2 separate regions of the Sus scrofa genome follow, and region 2 is linked to region 1. Evidence: chromatin contacts called from public promoter capture Hi-C data. All regions are on one chromosome and are shown on one strand. Each heading gives the region's core, a stretch centred on a gene start, on an enhancer-like site or on the middle of the called end of the contact. The rest is flanking DNA. Distances are from core to core; before and after follow the strand shown. Region 1 holds the start of TCFL5 (transcription factor-like 5 protein). Region 2 has its middle 20 kb from the start of BHLHE23.

Region 1 (3,678 bases), core at 859-3,358:
GTTTCTCCCACCCGCCTGCTCCCCCCGCCCCCAGGCTCTGCCTGACCCCTCCGCTGAGGGCTGCCTCCCGGCGGCCAGGCCAGAACCATTGGGAGCCATATTCAGGCTCTGAAAAAAGCACGTTTTGTGCTTTTCTTCACATGGTATTTAAAAGTAAGCCCCACTAAAGCCAGAGCACTCTCATGTTTCACGTCTCATTAAAAGAGGGCTCAAAAACTGCTCTCTGAAAGGAATCCACCCAAATCAAGAAACAAAAAAACCCGATATAGGTGCCAATAGTCTTTATTTCCAGTAAAGGAAAAGCCCGGTTGGTTATAATCTTGATTTTATTCTCTCTCTCTCTCCCCGTTTTTCTTTTTGCAGCTGCACCTGCGGCATATGGACGTTCCCAGGCTAGGGGTTGAGTGGGAGCTGCTGCTGCCGGCCTGCACCACAGCCACAGCAAGGCGGGATCCGAGCCTCATCTGCAACGTACTTTGGCAGCTGGTGGCAATGCCAGATCCTTAACCCCCTGAGGGAGGCCAGGGAGCCCACCCGCATCCTCAGGAAGACACCGCGGGGTCCTGAACCCAATGAGCCGCAATGGGAACTCCTATTTTCCCTTATAAACACTGCATCTCGCTGTCCTCCGTGGTTCTGCTGCTCTACGTGGGGGGTCTGCTGATCGGCAGCACAGGGTCAACTGGTGGCTCCTTAAAACGGCGGGATTCTGGGCGCCCCCAGGCCTGCTGATTTAGAACCTACTTTTAAACAAGATTCCCAGGGCAGTTTTGCACACATTATGGTCTGTGATGGTGTCGTGCTTAGAATTTTCTCAAAGAGTTTATCAATATCGTTCTGTATATTTAGCAGTTGTTTAACTTGCTTTTTATTTATTTTTTTAACTTGAAGTATAGTTGATTTACAGGTGTCAGCCTCAGGTGTTTAGAACAGTGATTCAGTGCCGTGTGTATTTATGTTCTTTTCCCTTATAGGTTTTTTTGGGTTTTTTTTTTTTTTTTTTGTCTTTTTAGGGCTGCAGGTGCAGCACATGGAGGTTCCCAGGCTAGGGGTTGAACGGGAGCTGCAGCTGCTGGCCTGCACCACAGACACAGCCACGCCAGATCCTTAACCCACTGAGTGGGGCCAGGGATCCAACCTGCTTCCTCATGGATACTAATTGCTTCGTTACCGCTGAGCCACAATGGAACTCCAATTTTGCTTTTCAAATTTAGGTATTGCAATTACCTGAAACTAATTTTTATCTTAGGGGTGGGAAAAGTGCTAACTCTTTTCTAAATGATTAATCAGCTGTCCTGTAAGCCATCATTCCCTTCTGGTTGAGATGTGGGTGTGGGTGAGAGGTGGGTGCAGTAATTATTCTGAGCCTGCAGGAGTGACTCTTTTAAAGACCCACCTATTGTATGATGCCATTCATAGGGAGAGCTTGAATGGGCGTGAGATTTCTTTGGGTGAAGTGTTCTGAGACACTGTGACTTCACTTTTGGTGGGATGTGATGCGCTGTGATACACGACCACTGAATGGCGCACTTGCAATGGATGGACCCACGTGGCATGTGCTTTCCAACTCAATTCGCCGGCCAGAGTTTGAGGAGTGCATTGATCCCGCGTGGCTTGCCCTGCGCGGGGATGAGCCCGTGCGACACGTGCATTCCCTTGATTGCCTCTGCACCAGGTACAGAGCGCCCTGTCACACCTGGAGCGGGGCAGCTGTCTCACCTACTGCTCCCGCCACTCTGAGAAGGGGGCGCTGCACAGCACCCCGTGGCTCCGTGAACGCAGAGATGCACCTGCTGCCTGGGCCCTGCTCCCCGGCCGGGCCCCGGAAGGCCGGCCCCGCCACCCTGGACCCGCGGATACCCGACCGGGCGGTGCGGGGCACGGCTTGAGGCCGCGGCGCTCGGGTCTGGGCGCCCTCGCGCGGCCACTCGGGCCGCCCGCCCGCCCCCGACCTGCGCGCGCAGCCGGGGTGGGGCCGGCGCGGCGGGGGCGGGGCGGGCGGTTGGCGCGGCCGGGCCGCGGGGCGGGGCCGCGCCGGGGAGGGGCTGCCGTTGCGGGCGGGCGGCGCAGGCGCGCTGCGGCCGGCGGTTTCCGCGCCCCCGCCCCGCCCCGCCCGGCCTGGCCCCGCCGGCCCGCCCGCGCGCCCCCCCGCCGTTGGCGCCGGCATGTCGGGCCCCGGGCCGCGGGAGCCGCCGCAGGCGGGCGGGCCGGCGGGCCCCGAGGGCGCGGACGCGGCGCTGGGCGAGGCGGGGCTGAGCTTCACGACCACCGACCTGAGCCTGGTGGAGATGACGGAGATCGAGTACACGCAGCTGCAGCACATCCTCTACTCGCACATGGAGGCGGCGGCGGCCGACGGCGAGCTCGAGACGCGCCTCAACTCGGCCTTCCTGGCGGCGGCGGCGCCGGGCGCGGCGGCCGGGGGCTTCGCGGCGGCGGGGGGCGCGGCGGCGGCGGCGGCGGCGACGGGGGGCGCGGCGCCCGTGTACCCCGTGCTGTGCCCGCCCGCGCTGGCCGACGGCGGCTTCGCGGGCGCCAACCCGTGCCTGGGCCACATCGACTTCCAGGAGCTGCGCATGATGCTGCTGAGCGAGGCGGGCGCGCCCCCCGCCGCCGAGAAGACGCCGGGCGCCGACGGCCCGGGCCCGGGCGCACCCCGGCCCAAGGCGCCCGACGGCGCCGGCAAGGAGAACGCGGAGGGCGCGCCCGAGGCGCGGGCCAAGTCGGCAGTGCGCGTCCGCCTGGAGGACCGCTTCAACAGCATCCCCGCCGAGCCCCCGCCCGCCCCGCGCGGCGCCGAGCCCCCCGAGCCCGGCGTGGCGCTCAACAAGTGGGTGCATCCCGCCGGGTCTGGGTGTAGACCAGGGTCCTGTGCGGAGAAGCGGCCGCCTCGGTCAGGGTGTGGACCAGGGTCCCGTGCAGAGAAGCACCGGCTTCGGTGCGGGTGTCGACCCCCGGGTCCCATGCGGAGACCGCCAGTCTCCTGGCTTGCATCTTAACAGGGAGCCGACCTCGGCGGGTCCGAGGTCGTGTGCTGTTCGCAGGCGCTGCGAGCCCATACTAAGCTCGCAGCGCCTGCACACAGCCCCCAAAGCCTTGGCCTCGGGTGCACGCTGCGTCTGGAAGGGAGATGAGTTGAGACAAGTGTAGCGATGCTCCGAGCGCCAAAGGTTTTGCCCCGGACCACCCACCTAGATGTCCGGAGAGGCCCTTGCTTCCCGCTCCGGGGGCTCAGGTTGTGCTGACCTTGTCTTGTGCACACACATGCAGCCTGACGGAAGGACAGATCTCCAGCAGGCAGCCCTCCTTCCTCGCAGACACCCGCTGGGGTGTCTCCCCAGCTTTCCCTCTGGCCCACACCCCGGCTTTTTCCCATTTTGCCCGCCGTCATCAGATTTTGGAGGAGGGCCAGAAAGCCAGAGATGGGTGTCAGAGGCGTGATGGGAGGGGAGGTGTAACTAAAAGATGACACACAGCCCCGCCCTCCGGTGTGAGCGAGAAGGAAGTTGGAACTTGTCCCCTGCACCGCCGTTGATAGGTGTCTAGCGACTTCCACGATGACGCCGGGGCGTGCACTGTCACAGATTTCCTGCCTGGAACCTGGACTGTTAGCCGTTAGAGCGTGGTGGGGATGGCAGTGTTTCAGGGAACTTAGCCTACTTCTGGGGCTTTTGTGTC
Region 2 (3,557 bases), core at 914-3,413, 130 kb before region 1:
CATCAGATATGTGGTCCAGTTTCACCGAGGAGTCACCACAAACACCTGACACAGAGAACAGGCTCTGGGGGCCGTTTTTAAAAAACAAGTCTGTCAAAACCCAGAAGCGTTCTGTTCAGCCCCTGATGGGGAGATGCTTCAGGCTCCACAGTGAGGCCGCCCCATGTTTGGGGAAACAGCACGAAAGTAAGTATTCAAAAATCTTTTCTCTGAGCTCCCTGGTGGCGCAGTGGGTTAAGGACCTGACATTGTCACCGCCATGGCCCTGGTTACAGCTGTGGCGCGGCTTTGATCCCTAACTTGGGAACTTTGGCATGCTGTGGGCATGGCCCAAAAAAAAGTTTCTCATAATCACTGTTAGCAAAACCAAAATGGGAGCTGAGGGCATACGTGAGCCAGTTCTGACAAGACACACAGCCTGTGGGTGGTGTGACCTCCCTCCCCCCGCCCCCCGCAGCAGGAAATCCACACGGAAAATGCAGCAGGAACGTTTCTGTACCAGGAAAGTGGGGGCCTGCCCAGGATTTCTGTCCGTTTCTGCAGGAAGCTGCTGTGAATTTAAGCCAACACAGCAGCTGAAAGTAAACAGTCCCCAAAGGGAGCGGTCTGCGCTGGGGCTGGGCTGGCATCGCCCCTGAAAGCAGCTTCCAGAAGCTTCCTGTCCAGAGTGGGGCCACAGTGACCTCCAGCCCTGCCCTCACCCGCTGTCCCCTCCACTCTGCAGGGCTGGCCAGCATGTTCCCGTCTCAGAAGCAGAGTCGCCTGGCGTGTAAGCCGTGAAGCCGAAGCCCCCAACCGCAAAGCAGAATCTTCTCAAGATCGGAAGCCCCCGCGGCACACCGGACCCCCGTGTGGGTGCCCAGCGCTGCCCGGGACCAAACCACGCTTGCTGCTCTGACGCAGAGGGAGCCGGGTCCCGGCACCATCTGCCATCAAACAACCCAGAGGCGCCGTTGGCCAGCCGGGCTGGGCCCACGCTGAGGACGTGGCTGTGGGCTCCGAGGGAGGTGGTGCCAGGCCCGGGCCACCCTCACACACGAGCACCACACTCCTATACACTCATCCCACGTGTGCACACACATGGCGATGTGCACACACGCACACACGAGTACACTCACCGACATGTGCACACGGAGAGACCACAAACACACAGCACAAAACACTAACGTGCACATGTGCATCCGTACATGCGAGCATGTGCACACAGCCTCCCACACACGCGCACGCGTGGCTTTTGAATACACAGCCCTCGGGCAGGTGGCGGCTGGCCGGCAGCCCCCCTTTGGGGCGCAGACCCTTTTCCCCTCTGGCAGAGACCCCTCTTTCCAAAACTGTATCCTCTGGCCCCCAGGTCCCACAGCCGGGCTGGGGCCTCCGAGCCACGGCCCCCAGGGAAAGCAGTTAACCCATTGTCCCCCAGCCCAGGGCCTTGTGGGCTCACAGAGCTTAGCAAATTTTGCTCAACCTCCCTCCCCAGGGCGAGCGGCGGGGGGCCTCCAGAGCAGCTCCCTGTGAGAGAGGCGCCTTCCCGCCTGCGGGCATCTTTCGTTCTCCTCCAGATAAATTCCTTGCATTAGAAAGCTCACAGGAATATTCTGTCTCGCTGGGGTGAAGATGTCAGACTAACTGCAAGGGAGGAGGGAAACTTGGAAAATGAAAAGGCAGGAAGTTCGGCCAAGCGCCCCCACCTGGAGAACGTGAGACCCTTGACCCGCCAGCAGGGCCCCGGCCCGAGCTCAGACGGGTGGGCCCGACGCCGCTGCCCGTCGAGACGGAGAGAAGACGCCTTGTTCCTGCCCCTCACTGAATGAGTGAGGGAACCCGGGCGTGATGGGGGTGGGGGGACAGCGAGGGTCCCCTCCGCGCTCTGGGCGAAGCAGCACCCCAGGCGCTGGGCTGGGAGCGGCCCGTCCCATCAGCTTCCCCAAGACCAACCCCCAGTCCGCCGAGGGCCGCGGGCTGTAGAGACGGATGGTCACCCCTGCTGCTCCCCGCAGGCGCCGGCCTCTAGACTTTGGAGAAGATTCGGGACACTGAAATGCAGGGACAGCTTCCAGCCGGAAACCCACCCCGGCCCGGCCCCGCCCTCGCCCCGCCCCCCGGCCCCGCCCCGCCCTACGGACTGGCCGGCCCGCTGCTGCCCTCTGCTGGCCACGCAGGCCCACTACGCTCCCGGCGGGGGGCGGGAGAGGGAGGGGACCCCAGGCGAATTGGGACCGTGTCGGCTCCAGTCAGCGCCACGAGCCGGTTGCCATGGCAACAGCAGGGTGGGGGTGGAGGGGCTGCGGCGGAGGCCTTCTGGAAAGCCAGGAATGCGCTGGCCTCCTTCCGCGGGAGCCAAATTCCTCACGCTCTGCCTCTCCCGCGAAGCCTGCATGACCGGCCAGGCCCCGGGAGGGGGGCAGCGGACAGGGCCCAGGGCGGGATCTCGCTCTCTTGGGATGCGCTCCGTCCGCGGGACCGCTCCTTCCTCCAGGGCCCTCAACGCCTGCAGGCCACGTCTCCTCCTGAGGGTTGGAGGGCGCCTGGGGGCGGTCACCGGGGCTCCCCTGCCCGGTCACGGAAGAGTCTGTGGACTCAGCCGAAAGCAGAGCGGGGGCAGGCCTGGCACGGAGGCGGGGCCGAGAGCTTCCTGAGGCCGCTGGGCATGCACCCCTGGGGAGGGGGTAGGCAGCCGCCCAGGCTGGACGGGGTGGGGGCGGGGACCGTGGGCGGCAGGGCTGTTTGGAGCCAGGACCCTAGGCGCAGAGCAGGCAGCCCCATTAGCATGCATGCAGCTCACAGCCCCGGGAGCCACACCGCACACCCTGGGCCAGGGGGCAGGCCTTGGGCACCCCTGTCACCTATAGCAGGGGGTGGGCAGCGGGGCTGGGAGCCAGGAGGGCCCAGGAAGCCCCCGATCAGGGATGGGGGGTGCTGCCCGGTGGGAGGCTCACGGGGACCCCAGGCGCCAGCGCCCCTAGGCGGTTCCTCCCACGAGGTGGATTTATGTAAACAAACAGGGGAGTCGCTGGCTCTCAATGAAGCTGTGTGCCAGTGTAAATTAATATATCATCGTCTCCCTGAATAGAATCACTTGTCTCTGGAGGAATCACGCTGAAGACTGACAGACGGTCACTGTGTTCATTTGCATATGCAGATATGTCTAATTATTCAACTCACAATTAAAGGCTTGTGTCAGCAAATGAGACTAATTAGCTACATTTATCTATGATAATCAGCTTTTTCCAAACAAAATAGAGCCCCTTCCTTTTGCCGGGAGGTGGCACAGGAGTGCGGCCGCTGGACCCAGGGCTGACTGGCTTGGCATGGCACCCGTAGGGCCCTGGGCCTCGGACCGGACCAGCTGTGCTCAGGCCACTGGGGGGGGGGCATCCTTGTTCCCACCCGCAGGGGGGGAGGTGCAGTCGGCCCGGAAAGTGGGTCTTCCAGATCCTGCAAAACCATGGGGTCTGAGGACAGGCCTCTGGGCCATGGAGGGTCCAGGAGAAGCACAGCCAGCACGGCACATGCTCTGTCCCGGAAGGAAAGGCAGGTGCCTCCCTGGGCAGGGGGAG

What was found. Promoter capture Hi-C pulls out the DNA fragments that hold promoters and counts their contacts.
Region 2: a contact with region 1 is called in a promoter capture Hi-C map of fetal liver, with 2.1 times the contacts expected there. The contact joins the enhancer-like site here to the promoter of TCFL5 in region 1. A contact is called at or near these places in 1 of 5 promoter capture datasets (fetal liver), 12 of 47 Hi-C or Micro-C datasets (embryonic fibroblasts, epiblast stem cells, fetal heart ventricle and 6 more) and 2 of 2 datasets of contacts at active chromatin or transcription factors (alveolar macrophages and skeletal muscle).

What each region holds. Positions count from the first base shown.
Region 1 is chr17:62,114,099-62,117,776 of Sscrofa11.1, reverse strand. TCFL5 (transcription factor-like 5 protein) reads left to right here and starts at 2,108. Exons shown (of 7, transcript XR_002340122.1): 1 at 2,108-2,830.
Region 2 is chr17:62,246,402-62,249,958 of Sscrofa11.1, reverse strand. No RefSeq gene overlaps it. Among named protein-coding and RNA genes, the nearest start is that of BHLHE23, 20 kb to the right of the region's middle. Within about 2 kb of position 2,163, at least 44 of the 83 cell types and tissues checked have an H3K27ac peak or open chromatin away from gene starts, as enhancers often do. A contact at or near this core is called in alveolar macrophages, embryonic fibroblasts, fetal liver and 3 more, where this site is marked.